Linked DNA regions of Mus musculus: region 1 is linked to region 2. Evidence: chromatin contacts called from public targeted proximity ligation data. All regions are on one chromosome and are shown on one strand. The core of a region is the stretch at or near the end of the contact, and the rest is flanking DNA. Distances in the headings are between cores, read along the strand shown. Region 1 overlaps Ostf1 (osteoclast stimulating factor 1). Region 2 holds the start of Carnmt1 (carnosine N-methyltransferase 1).

The links.
Region 1: a targeted proximity ligation map of memory CD8 T cells shows a contact between it and region 2, with 2.1 times the contacts expected there. A contact is called at or near these places in 4 of 39 promoter capture datasets (the C10 cell line, the HPC-7 cell line, liver and 1 more), 11 of 484 Hi-C or Micro-C datasets (CD8 T cells, the MNK3 cell line, Th1 cells and 8 more), 9 of 130 datasets of targeted methods (CD8 T cells, the NIH/3T3 cell line, bone marrow-derived macrophages and 5 more) and 3 of 9 other capture datasets (adipose tissue, liver and pancreatic islet).

Annotation. Positions count from the first base shown.
Region 1 is chr19:18,579,339-18,586,721 of GRCm38.p6, forward strand. It overlaps Ostf1 (osteoclast stimulating factor 1), which reads right to left. Exons shown (of 10, transcript NM_017375.3): 8 at 7,209-7,287; 9 at 5,304-5,405; 10 at 1,026-1,990. The coding sequence ends at 1,932. Among named protein-coding and RNA genes, the nearest start is that of Ostf1, 49 kb to the right of the region's middle.
Region 2 is chr19:18,669,418-18,675,842 of GRCm38.p6, forward strand. Carnmt1 (carnosine N-methyltransferase 1) reads left to right here and starts at 1,342. Exons shown (of 8, transcript NM_026120.5): 1 at 1,342-1,785. The coding sequence starts at 1,583.

The DNA.
Region 1 (7,383 bases), core at 2,498-4,997, 88 kb before region 2:
TTTTAATTTTATTTGTAAATCATTTTTTGCACTCCATATTCCATTCCCTGTCCCTCCCCATCCACCCATCGACTGCTCCCCATACCTCCTCCCCAACCCATCCCATCTCCACGTGGATGCCCCCACCACCCCATCCCACCTGACCTCTAAACTCCCTGGGGCCTCCAGTCTCTTGAGGGTTAGATGCATCATCTCTGAATGAACACAGACCTTGAAGTCCTCTACTGTATGTGTGTTAGGGGCCTCATATCAGCTGGTGTATGCTGTCTGTTTGGTGGTCTAGTGTTTGAAAGATCTCGGGGTCCAGATTAAGACTGTTGGTCCTCCTGCATAATCGCCCTTCTCAGCTTCTTTCAGCCTTCCCTAATTCAACAAGGGTCAGCTGCTTCTGTCCATTGGTTGGGTTCAAACATCTGCATCTGACTCTTTCAGCTACTTGTTGGGTCTATAAGGGGGCTGGGGGGACCCCACCCCCACCCCCAGAATGCACCAGAGACCTGGGAGGTAAAAGACTCCTAAGACTCATAGGGAGGGACCCTTGATGAAATACCCGACAGTAAGGAGTGGGAACTTATAGAGCCCACCTCCAGCAGAAAGATAGGGCATCAAGTGAGCCATGGGGTTGTCATCCCACAGTCACACCTCTGACCCATAACTGTTTCTGTCTGAAAGAACTGCAGGGATAGAAATGGAAAGGAGCCTGAGGGAAAGAAGGTCTAGCAACAGGCCCAAAGTGAGTTCCAGCTCAAGGGGAGGTCCCAAGGCTATTTCCTGAGGCTATGGAGGGCTCACAAAAAGGGACCTAGCATGACTGCCCTCCAAAAGACCCAACAAATTAGAACTTTTAATGAAGTATCACACCAAGGCTTCCTGTATAGCCTGACTCAGCAAAGGAATCCAAACCCTTGTGAGGCAGACACGCGTTCTGAGAAAACATGTTATCTGAGAGAGTCAAGTTCATGCTTCCTAACAACGTCGCCCTGGAAATTACGGCAGCTTTCACAAAGAAACAGTCATGGTTTTCTAAGCTTCCACACTTTAATCAAACTGAAATGAGGTCACTGAGGTTCTACAGTCTAGGTACTACCCTGAATATAATTCTGAGTATATCGTAATTGTTAAAGTGTTATCTTTTCTTAGATATGCAATTGTGTTCTGTGTTGAACTGTGAGCCAGGCGGTGGTGGCCCACGCCTTTAAACCCAGCACTTGGGAGGCAGAGGCAGGTGGATTTCTGAGTTCGAGGCCAGCCTGGTCTACAGAGTGAGTTCCAGGACAGCCAGGGCTACACAGAGAAACATTGTCTCGGAAAAAAAACAAAACAAAACTAGGAAGCTGTGAGAGGAACACAGCATTGTGATTCTTCTGTGCTAATCAATATCAAATGTGATCTAAAAGTAACATCGAATCGGTTCTTACCTGAGTATAGAAAGCTTTATTTACCAGCAATGAGTGATAGCACAAAAACAGATAATAAAATCTCTTTAAATGTTTATTTTTGTCAGAAGAGCTGACAATTTTCTGTTGAGAGTTTTGGTCTATTGTTATAATAACCATTTCCCCCTTGAAAAACCCACTCAAAACATCTCATTCCTTGAGGTAAAGAACTTAAAAAAATGATTTTTTTTAAAAGAAAAAAAACTATTACAATTCCTTTAGCTTGATAAATAGAAATAATTTTTTTTCGTTTATTTTACCCTGGTGAGCATATATGTATTTTATACAACAAAGTATCTCTTCACTTATTGGCAAGGCGTGGGTGAGAATGACCCACCCTCACAACGACTCCTCACAGATCACAGTGCAGCAGTGTCGCGCTCATACAGACTTTAAAAGCAACAGTTATCAATACTCTTCTGGCAAACAACCCAGGCTCCGGAATGGCAAAAGCAAAAGAAGTTTAGGCAACAATCAAAGCGGCCCCGGGGGGAATCAGTCTGAGTCTTCGTCATCGAGGTAGTCCTCGGCGTTGCTTAACGTTCGAGCCCCATCTAAGGAGAAGACAGGAAGGAAGAAAATTACAAACAAAGGATTTACACACGGTTGAGACTGTTGTGCACCATCGGTGCTTTTGGTGATTGAAAACACGATCCTCTTCTCTCCAGCAGCAGAGCAAGATGCCCAAAGGGAAGAAGGCCAGGGGAAAGAAGGTGGCCCCGGACCCCGCCGTCGTCAAGAAGCAGGAGACCAAGAAGGTGGTCAACCCTCTGTTCGAGAAGAGGCCTAAGAACTTCGGCATTGGACAGGACATCCAGCCCAAAAGACATCTATCGCACTTTGTCAAATGGGCCCGCTACATCAGGCTGCAGCGGCAAAGAGCCATCCTCTACAAGCGGCTCAAAGTCCCTCCTGCCATTAACCAGTTCACCCAGGCCCTGGACAGGCAGACAGCTACTCAGCTGCTTAAGCTTGCCCACAAGTACAGGCCAGAGACAAAGCAAGAGAAGAAGCAAAGGCTACTGGCCCGTGCTGAGAAGAAAGCTGCTGGCAAAGGGGACATCCCAACTAAGAGACCACCTGTCCTCCAAGCAGGAGTCAATACAGTCACCACCTTGGTGGAGAACAAGAAGGCTCAGCTGGTGACCACATTGAGCTGGTGGTTTTCCTACCTGCCTGTGTCGAAAGATGGGGGTGCCCTACTGCATCATCAAGGGAAAGGCCAGGCTGGGGCACCTGGTCCACAGGAAGACATGCACCACAGTTGCTTTCACACAGGTTAACTCGGAAGACAAGGGTGCTCTGGCTAAGCTGGTGGAAGCCATTAGGACCAATTATAATGACAGATATGACGAGATCTGTCACCACTGGGGAGGCAATGTCCTGGGTCCTAAGTCTGTGGCTCGCATTGCCAAGCTGGAAAACGCAAAGGCTAAAGAACTTGCCACTAAATTGGGTTAAATGTACACTAAGTTTTCTATACCTAAATATAATTACAAAATTAAAAAAAGAAAAAAAAGAAAGAAAGGAACCACAATCCTCCCTGATCCAGGGATTATGCGCTCTCTGTGACCCTTCCCATCACTACTTTCCAACCTGCAGAGCCTCACTGCGAGGGGCTGCCAAGTCGCTGGCAATGTCCAACCCCACCTGTCCAACCCCAGCACAAAGCCACCAGCCACAGGCACCGCGGCCAACACGGAGTATCAGCAGCCACTCCATGTCAGTCAGCGCACAGCCTGTGCGGTCCCTGAAGGCAGGACACAGAAAGGTGAGCAATGAGGGAGAGGGGGTGAGGATACAGATGCTTCCGTTTCATTTCAGGAAAAAGTAACTTTAAGAAGTAGCAAGAGGCTGAAATTTAGAAAAAATTAAAAAATCAATGAAAATCTGGACTCTATCAAATGCTAACTAAAACAATCTTGCACAGGGGTCAAAGGGAAGATGGCTAATCTAACTGCTGCCTCTTCGGCTGTGTTCATCAAATTCTTACAGTAACAAATTTCCTGAGAAGGAAAATGTAATTCGAGAGCAAACACTGTTAGAATTCAATTGATGGCAGCCAAATCCAGGTCTCTCACTAGCAGAGCCCAGACTTCCCTGGAAATATGACCTGCTCTGTCTGGGGACCATACGAAGATGGACCTAGAACCCTATCAAGCTAGAAAGCAAAGATCCTATTGCAGACAACTTGCTGGTCAGGACCAAGCACGAGAGACAGAGAACGAGAACCTTTAGCACGTAAGGAACCTTACAGTGCAGTAGAGTCTCCTTGAAGGCTGGAGTCTAGCAACAGGAAGTCAGTGGCAAAGAAAGGAAGTTAGGCCACAGCCTTCCTTCCTCACCCAACTGGACAGGACGGACTGGGAGGTCAACCTCAAGCAAAAGCCACCCACCCACTAACAAACATGGTTTCTACTTTTTGTCCCACGCAGTGTCTGGGCAGCACCAGCTAAGCTAACAAACACTTTGTCATTCCCTCCAGAGCTCACATCAATAAATGACTGTCTTTAGAGAAACACCAGTTCTTCTGATGAGTATTAACCATGGTTAAAGCACCAAGCTCCAGGCTGGTTTCCACTGTGGGTGAACTGAAGTGGAAGGCAATACAAAGGGGCAGCGGGCTCATGGGCAGGCTTATGTATGATGGGACTTAGCAATGGGCAAGGAGGATAATTTAGGAGGTTCTCCTAAACCCCAAAGACAAGGAGAACGCTTACTGTTTCTCAGGCTCAGGCAGGGGACTAAACTCGGGGTTTTGACACAGGCCAGGGAATAAGGATGACTGGGTGGGAGGGAGAAAGGCACAGTGATGGAGAGAGAGAAAGGTGAGGTGAATGTGACCGAGAAGGTAAAGCACACAGTCACAGGACAGCAGCGAGGGCAGCAAAGAGCTGGCCTCTGTGTAGGGACACATGGCTTGCATTTTAAACCCTGTGGTGGTCCGAATGAGAATCATATCCCCCAACCCTCACATCACCCAACCCACATGATGAATGGCTAATACACTGTGTGCTTGGTTGCTGCTTGCAAAGTATTAGGAGGTGTGCCCTTCTTGGAAGAGGTGTGTTGCTGGCTGTGGGCACTGCGGTTTCAAAAGCCTATGCTAGGCTGAGTCTGTGTCTGTCTGTATGTACATATGTCTATTTGTCTGTCTTTCTCTCTCTGCTTACTGTAGAATAGGACTCAAAGCTCCCGGCTACATCTCTAGCACCACGTTTTCCTGCCTGTGACTATGTTCCCTGCCAACATAATCATGATCATGGACTCTTCTGAAACTGTAAGAAGCCCCCCAATTAAATGTTTTCTTTTTTTTTATAACAGAGAATTTTTTTATAACACAGAACAACAAAGACAATCCCTTTCTTTCTTTTGAAACAACCACCATGTAAAACCTTCATTCCGTTCACATTTATCTTCCCACATCTGTATTTTAATCTTGAAGAATTTGTACCTCATTTCTAAACTTGAAGAACCATTCACAATATTGTGAATAGATTCCAGTCTTTGGCAAAGCCTAGAAAAACTTCAGGTGTGGTTGATTGCTATGTTCATTAAGTCTAAAGCTCAAGGTAATCATGGAGTGGTGAGTTTTAGTTACATCTACCTTCGGTCACTCACAGAGCCATGCTGCCATGCTGGAAAGCATACCATTATTAGCAAAGAGCAAAGGAAATGACGACATGAAAGGCTCCATCTGACTTCAGATGGGTTTGCTTGATACTATCGTTTTACTTTAGATCTGATTTAGACCAATGGTATATATTCAAAATTGAGAATCATTTATCATATGGGGGGAAACTCGCCCTTTGCAGTAAAACCTTGCAAAGTCTTGATCATAAGCACAAGAAGGATTTAAGACAATACCTGTTCCCTGCTGCTTCTTCTTCAGGAGCGATGCACAGGCAGCGTTGGTGGCCATGTCCAAGGCCAGCTTCTTCTCATTGTTTCTCAAGTCTGTCCTCGCACCTTCCCAACACAGGAAACAGAAGTCACGTGTCTGCAGAACAGCACCCAGCAGCTGGTCCTCTGTCGTGAGCTGATCACTTTGGCAAAGCTACCGGAGAACAATTCTGGCCCAGAAGGAATGTGGCTGGCATGGTTCCTCAGAGAGCCTGCTGCTCCATTCAACCTGCTCTTCCCTTCCAGGCACCAGGGACTGCACATGGTGAGCCCATTACCAGGCCCTAGGTAAGTCCTAAGATTTAGGAAGCCACAGCCACAACGCCATGCATTAGGTGGCTTTCAGCAGGAGGCTTTGGGGCTTCAACCAAACACATCCTTTGCCTCTTCCTCAGCTCAAGGGCCATTAGAAAAGACCATTGGGTTGGATGCCAAGGGATTAATATTTTATATCTGCAGGTGCCCTCGTATGCAAATCAGCATATGGCAAAACAATACCACTCACAGGCAACTCATTGTTCCCCAAATCATTGTCCCCGTAAGCCCTCTTCCATTCATTTTTCCCTTGTCTTTGTGCTAAAACTTACATCAGAACCCATGGAGACATTTGCATTGTTGAAGAACAAAACAATACAGACGTGTATTCCACAATGCTGTTCTACCCTCTTGAACTAAGCTCTTCCTTCAGAGGTGACCACTCTCAGAGGGGGCCAGAGCTGTCTCATGTTGACAATGATCTGCACACATATGAACACATGCACAACCTCAAACCAGCTGTGTCGCTCTGCCATTTCATTTCAAAATTACACCTGTTTGCATGCATGTGGGCACCTGCATCATACTGCACACAAGAAGGCCAGAGCTGGTCCTCGTTCCACTGTGTGGGTCCTAGGGACTGAACTCAAGTCCTCGGGCCCTCAGGCTGGCAGCAGCACCTTTACCTGCTCCGCCATCTCGCCTGCCTTATAACTTCATTTGTAACTTTACAGTACTTAATTAACGGTGCACTTGTTCACAGGTTTACCCAGAGTTCACTAGAGTGGTATCGAGGGCTACTGTCCGACTGTCTGTCAGGAAGGCTCTACAAGCATGCACCAGCTATCACTAGGTTTCTACTATTTATGCAGTACAAAATATCAAGTATGGCTCAGCAACATACAGCTTGTGGCTGCCACATCACCCACGTAGCCTTCAGCATGGCCCGCAGACAAAACCAACAGCCCTCATAGTAAGTAATGGTTTAGACGAGGGGTTTACAGCACCGTCACACTTACACCAAAACAACCTGCTCATAAATTCCACAACACGGCCCCCAGTGTTCCTAAAGATAGAATCTATAACTGTGGCTTACAGAAAGGCTCCACGGTATTGGCCTCTGGGCCAAGCATCTAAGTGAGAGCAAGCCAGCCCTCTGTAAGAGTAGTTAATATTTATAGCACGAGCAGAGAAATGGATGGACAGCCCCTAAGTTAGCTGGCTGCTGTGAATCGAATGTAAGAAAGAGATGAGCCTCAGCACTGGCTCGGTCAGGCAGCAGCAGCCACAGCATTTCTTCCTTGTCTATTAAGACTCCCAAGCAAGCAGGAGCCTGACCAACTTCACAGCAACCTTCTCAGGACATGGCACCCTAAAGCCCTACAGTCCTGCAGATATGCACAGGAAGTTCTTTCTAAACGCAGTACATTTTTACGATTTTTTAAAAGTTTATCAACATCTTAACTCAAAGTAAAAAAGAATCATAAATGTGCCTCCAATTAGTTCGTTTTAATGGAGGGAGACTTCGTATTCCTGCTATTTCAAATGGCCTGCTTCATTAGGAGCTAGTTTTCAAGCCAAGCAAAGACCAGGAAAATTCAGTAAAAACTTTACCTTTTGCCAGTAGCAACTGGACAATGTCTGCATAACCCTTCCAGGCAGCCGCGTGCAGAGCTGTGTCTCCCAGCTTATTCTACCGTGAAAGAAAGGGAAAATCGTGTATTAAAAATACAAAATGGACCGGGTGGAGGTGGTAGCATAAGGTTAATCCACGTAAATCTAAATTAAG
Region 2 (6,425 bases), core at 92-2,591:
CCCCCCCCCCCCCCGCCACACACACAGAGGGCGGGGGAGGGGGGGGAGAGAGAGAGAGACTGAAACACCATCCTCTAATTCCTCTGTTGGCACAGAGTGCTACCAGTCTCAGGTTTATGAGAGCATCTGTATGTATCCACTTTGACAAGACTGGAGTCCAGATGGGCAATCCCTGCTGAGGGCTCTACTTCCTGGGACATGGTATCCAGTTTTATGACAAGATACCAAGTGACAGGGCCATTGTTGAGAAGACCCTATTCACCTTATTTGGGGAGACAGGCACTGGCAAGAGGCAAGGGCTCAGAGCAGTGTTTGTAGAATTGGAACTCAGTCACGGATGAAGATCACACTAACGCCTACTGTCAGTTCTTCTGTTGTGAGGTGTCCACCAGAGAGGACTGTTCAGACATGGGTTTAAGCCAATGGAAAGCTCGATTAGCCGGCCATTGACGACACCGGATGTTCGGGATCCCAGTGTAGCAGTGAGCCTCTTGCAGGATGACCTTTATACACAAAAATTATGTTTTGGGTTGACACACTAAAGTTAGCAAGAACAGGTAGCCAGAAGCAGACGTCCAAGAGCTAAAAAGCAAGTACATTTACAGACTTCCCCGGAGCTATGGACTTTGATGGATTCAGCCTTTGTTTTACTTTGGCAGTGGTGCTGTCTGTGTGCTGAGTTTTACAGCCTTAACGGCACTTCATCATAGATTCAGGTGAGCTAAGGTCTCAGGGCCTTCTAAGATCTGGGGCTCTGCTACATTTCTATCTCGAGTAGCTCATCACAGGCGAGGAAGATGCTATGCTGCCAGTAACTATTCCCATAGCCATGACATCCTGAGCAAGGAGGTCACTGATGTCATTGTGGAGTGAATTTACAAGACGAGCGACCAGCTCACAAACCTTCAGGGCTTGCTTCTCAGTTTTCTGAAGGTTTGATTGGAAACACTGACTCTGGTTCATCTCCCAGCTAATGGAATGTCTTCTGATTCTGCAACTTGGACTTTTCCCTGAAGCACTCTTAATTGTGCCTTCATGGGTGCTTAAAGGGAATCCACTTAGAAAACGAGTTTCAAGGGCTAACTTAAGACCTTGCCTTTTTGAGTTTCTAAAGTTAAAACATTCAAAATCAATTCCTGAAAACCCACTTTTTCTTTCTCTTGCCCTTCCTTTCCAGCCTCAGAGCCCGTCCCACTCCAGCGGGCCAGATTCGTGGCCCCGCCCACTGGCTCTCATTGGTGCCTGCTGCTCTAGCACCGCCCCCAGCAAAGGAGCTCCTCCTCCAGCTGGCCCTAGACCCCGCCCTCTAAGCGTATTCGGACGTCAGCGCGTCGTAGCGGAAGCCCGGCAGCGAATGAACGCGGGCGGCCGCGGCCTTAGCCTGGTCGTCGGCGCGTGCGCGGGTCCCGAAACCCTGGCGGAGCGCAGCGCGAATGGAGGCCTGAGGGCGGCGGGGGCGGGGCGTGCCGCGAGCGGGGGCCTCGGCCGCGGCCGGCGCCGTCTAGAGGAGGCCCGGCCGTTCGCCACCACGCACTCGGGAGCCGGGAAGCGCAGGCGGGTCACGCCGTGGGCCGCGGCGGCGATGCAGCGACGACAGCGCGCTCCGCCCGCGTCTCAACCGGCCCAGGACGGCGGGCGAAGCGAGGACGTGGAGGTGCAGTTCTCCGCCGGGCGTTTGGGCTCGGCCGCGCCTGCGGGGCCCCCGGCGCGCGGCACCGCCGAGGACGAGGAGCGGCTGGAGCGCGAGCACTTCTGGAAGGTCATCAACGCGTTCCGCTACTACGGGTAAGGCGCGCCCGCCCGCCCGCACGCCGCAGTCTCGGGGCCCGCCTCGTGGCTGGTTCGCGGAGCCCGCGGTCACCTGCGCGCGGGCGGTCCCGTGGGGCTGCCTCCCACCTCACCCGGAGCCGCCGGAGCGAGTGTGCACTTTTTGTAGAGAACTGAACGGTGCTGCCGAGTGGCTCTGACCGGATGGTGGAGGGAGGAAGAGATCCCGGAGTTGCAAAATGTGCATCTTGGTAAGGAAAAAAGAGAGCGGGCACCGGAGCCGGCTTTATGTTCTTGTGGTCTGCGAGTAAGTACGGAATTCCTCTCGTGGGCTAGGCATGGTTGTGGGACTCTTCTGTAGGCTCTCCATTCGTATCGCAGCTTCCTAACTTCTACATATGGTCTGGATAGGTGTTCAGATAGCCCAATGAGAATGCCCAAGTACAGATCTGTTCGCGTCTTCGTGCACCCGGGGTTTTGGGCAAGGAGAGTTAGTACATTTATATCCGTAAGCGACACAGTCCACTGTGTTCTGAACCTGTGGTTAGAACCAGAGAGATGAGCGTGACCTCGTGTGCGGATCAAACCAACCTAGGTGGTACTCTGTTGCTATTTGTATTACAGTTGTTTATATATGTAACTCTTTGCCCAGGTCTGACTCCCATCGAGGGCAAGGACGAACCTTACTTTTATGGCACTGTGTTTGGCAATGCTGTTGAAGCTCTATTTTAAAAATAAAACATAGTGGCAAAAGAGGACACTCCCCCAACAGCCCTAATCAGTCTTGCGCGGTGGTTCTATTACTTTGTTACTGTTTTGAATTGAACAGTTATTTAGGATCTGATGGTTACAGAGTGTCAGGTATGGCAGGTGTGTGGAACCCAAGGCCTCAAGCTCTCAAGTTCTAGGCTCACAGGCAGTTCTTGAGTCAAAGACTTCGATGAAATAATTTCCTAATTGAACTCAGAAGTAGAGGGTATTTTCTGATAGTGCCACATTTTACTGTTGCAAAACATAGATTCTGGGAAACACCTTGGCATATAGTAGTAGGCTCGGTTAAACATATGTAATTATATTCAGTTTTAATATATTTGGAGCCTGAGATTCTATTATTAGTTATTGGATGGGCCATTGGTCTAGGGTAGAGGCCGTTTGACCTGGTCTTGAGTACTGCAGTATAGAAAAGGCTGCTTGCTGTGTGCATTTTCTAATTGTGACATGGTTCCCTGTGCTTTCGTCTCTCTCTACCCATTGAATATGAGATTGGGGGACTTTTCACCAAAATTTTTCTTTACTTATATAATGTCTCTGAGAAACACGCCAAATCTCTGGAAAAAGTAGTGTAGCCTATATGGCAAGCATTATGTTGCTTTCCAGCATTTTTGATAGTCTGGCTTTGAAGTGTCTCTACTGCAGACACTAGTCACGTTTAAACATAAATTAAACGAAAGTTAGAATTGAATTGCACAGCCTCACTAGCATGTTTAAAGTGCTCCACCTGTTGCTAGTGTGTCATATTGGAGTGTGTGGACAGAAGTCCTTTCATCACATGAAAGCCTGCCAGCCCTGTTCTGGACTCCTAGCACATTTTATAGGGCTTACTTTTACCACTAAATGTTACAGTGAACTGAAGACTGTAAAGATCATAGGGGGAGAAATGCCTTTTGGCTCCTGAGGGGGTACCAAAGCCATCCTTTAAAAGCAGGGTGCCATCCAAGTTTCTTTCTTTTGCCAAGGATAAAGTTCTTAGGCAGTGAAGTCTTTATAGATGTTCACCTCCATACACATGAGCATAATATAAGCAAAAGGGCTTGGATGGCCGCTCTACAAGGAGGTTACAAATGATCAGACAGCTAGTGGGCTGTAGCTTATAGTTGCGATAATAGTAGAGTTAGCTCCAATTCTAGCATTGTAAGAGACTATGCTTTCAGTTCTGGGGAAATGCCCACCCGTCACTATCTTTTGTTAGTTTGTTTTCTTTGTTGTGTGGTTCTAGAGTGCACTTAAGCACATGCTGTACCACACCCTGCCCAAACCCTTTAAGAGTTTCCCAGTGTGTCTTGTTTCTGGCAGCTTTGGAGACCACAGATCCCTGGGGGTTAAGGAATGTGCCTCCCCTCCCTCACCCAGCGACCCACCTATCAGCTGTACCAGCAAATACAGCTTCACCAGCCCCACTCCCCTGCCGCCAGGATGGCACTTGGTCTCTTTGAACAACAAAAGCAGAAGCATGCCTAGCATTGTTTCTTGTTCTTATTGAAACGCAGAGATTTGAAAAGGGTAAAGGATGAAGTTGTGCCCAGGAGAATTGCTGGCTGGGCAGGGGAGGGTTGGGAGACCTTAGGTGAAGGCTGCATGCGTCTATAGCAGTATTCCTAGGTCACACCTCTCTAGTGCTTTTTAGCCATAATGGGGCTTGTCCACCGCGGGGCTGAGAAGGGTCATTTGGAGATGATAGCTCTCTGGTGTCAGTATTAGCTGTTTAGGAAGGGGATGCATGTTACTGAAAGTCTGTTTGAGGTTCAGTGAGAAGATTGTAGAGCAGCCATTGCCTAGGAACACTAGGAAGAAAGCTCTGTAATAAGACTGAGCTGCTCACAGTGAGCTTTAAACACTTGCCACTCCGCTGTTCGCCTAACTTTACTAAGCAAACTTTAGAACTAAATATAAATTGGTTAAAAAAAAAAAAAAACTTCCAAAAATCGTTTTGTATTTATCCTTTCAAGCCCAATAATACGACTTTTGAAAATTTGTGCCCCCTCTCCTTTTTTCTAATATATGCCCTCAGTCATTTATGTGTAAGGAATAAAGGCTATATATATTTGGCTCATGGTGTTAAAGGGTAGGAAGTTGAAGGCTGTGGAGCACATTTGGTGAAGTTCTTACTAGTGGAGAAAGTCCATGGAGTCTTTTTTTTTTCCCTTGGAGTCTTGAGGTGGTGTAAGACATCACGTGGTAGAGGACTTGTGCCTCCTTCCGGTTTTTTGTTTTTGTTTGTGTTTGTGTTTTCAAGGCCACAATCCCACCAGGTTAGGGTGCTGCCTTTCAGGTACCATTTCACTTTTAATATTTCCCGAAAGCCCTACCTTCAGAGACCATCATTGACTTAACATTTCTACCTACTTTATACCGCACAATAAGGATTAAGGTTTTTTTTTAACATTTATTTATTATTATATCTAAGTACACTGTAGCTGTCTTTAAACACACCAGAAGAGGGCATCAGATCTCATTACAGATGGTTGTAAGCCACTATGTGGTTTCTGGGATTTGAACTCAGGACCTTCAGAAGAGCAGTCGGTGCTCTTAACCACTGAGCCATCTCTCCAGCACCAGGATTAAATTTTAATGTGCATTTTTGTGGCCTCTTTCAAACCATAGCAAATACAGATTGTGAATGCAGAAAAGTGCACTACTCAGTGCACTGCAGTTAGGAAATGCCTTAGTAAATTTTGGTTGCATAAAGTAGAATGTTAACAATCATTTTATTCTTTTTATTTATTTATTTATTTTAGAGAGCATTTACAAATCTGACAATTTACAATCTGACAAAAATTGTTCTGATAAGGACAAGGAATTCTGTTTCTCAGACTGGTGGTATATCTTAAGTCTTAGCTAAAAGGACATAGGTGTGGCCTGGTGTATATTCCTAACCATTTCCAAGTGCTCTGCAATTATGTGTACCACATGAGTAGCTGTTACATGAAAGCAACCCAGGCACAGAAAGACCTCCTGTTGTTATGTGTGGAATCTAAACAGTCATAAGAGCAGAACGGTAGTTAACCAACAGATGGGAGTGGAAGGGTGAAGTCGTGTGGGTACATGTTGGTCAGAGGATCCAGTGTTTGACTAAAGACCCTGATAAGTGTGGGACGTGATGGGTTAACTAACTTGCTTTGATCATCCCTCTTTGTACATAAAGTATCACTTTATGTCCCGTAAATACATATTGCCAGAATTTGTGCATTCAGTCATGAATGAATTTGTCTTAAACAGCTATAAGATGAGTACTAGAAGTAGTTCCTTTTGGAAGGGGGATGGCTATGGCTCTTCCCCTGAGTATTTTTGCTTTTCTACATTTGTCTGTTTGTATTTTCCCTGTGAATGTGTTAATATGGAAGAAGTAGGTATGCCTGCTATCTTTCTCAGTACTATATTAGACTCTTTGCCACTCTGATAACCCCAATGTAAACAGCTCAGGGAGGGCAAATGTATTTTGATTCACAGTTTCCAAGGTTTTAGGCTGCTGGGAGGGAAGATGACTGAGCAGAGCAACTGATCTGGTGGCCAGCAAGCTGAAAGAGAGTAAGGCTCTGGACAAGGTACCCAGAAGTGTGTCATCATCATCTACCCCCACCCCTTGCCCCCAAGCCCCATGACCCATCACCTCCAGTTACCTCCTAGAGTTTCTAGAGCCTCCCTAGAAGGTACCACCAGCTAGGAATCAAGCCTTTAGTACATGGATTTTTATTTTTATTTTTATTTTATTTATTTATTTATTTTTATTTTTTTGATTTTTCGAGACAGTGTATCTCTGTATCGTTCTGGCTGTCCTGGAACTCACTCTGTAGACCAGGCTGGCCTCGAACTCAGAAATCCACTCGCCTCTGCCTCCTGAGTGCTGGAATTAAAGGCGTGCCTCACCACGCCCGGCCTTT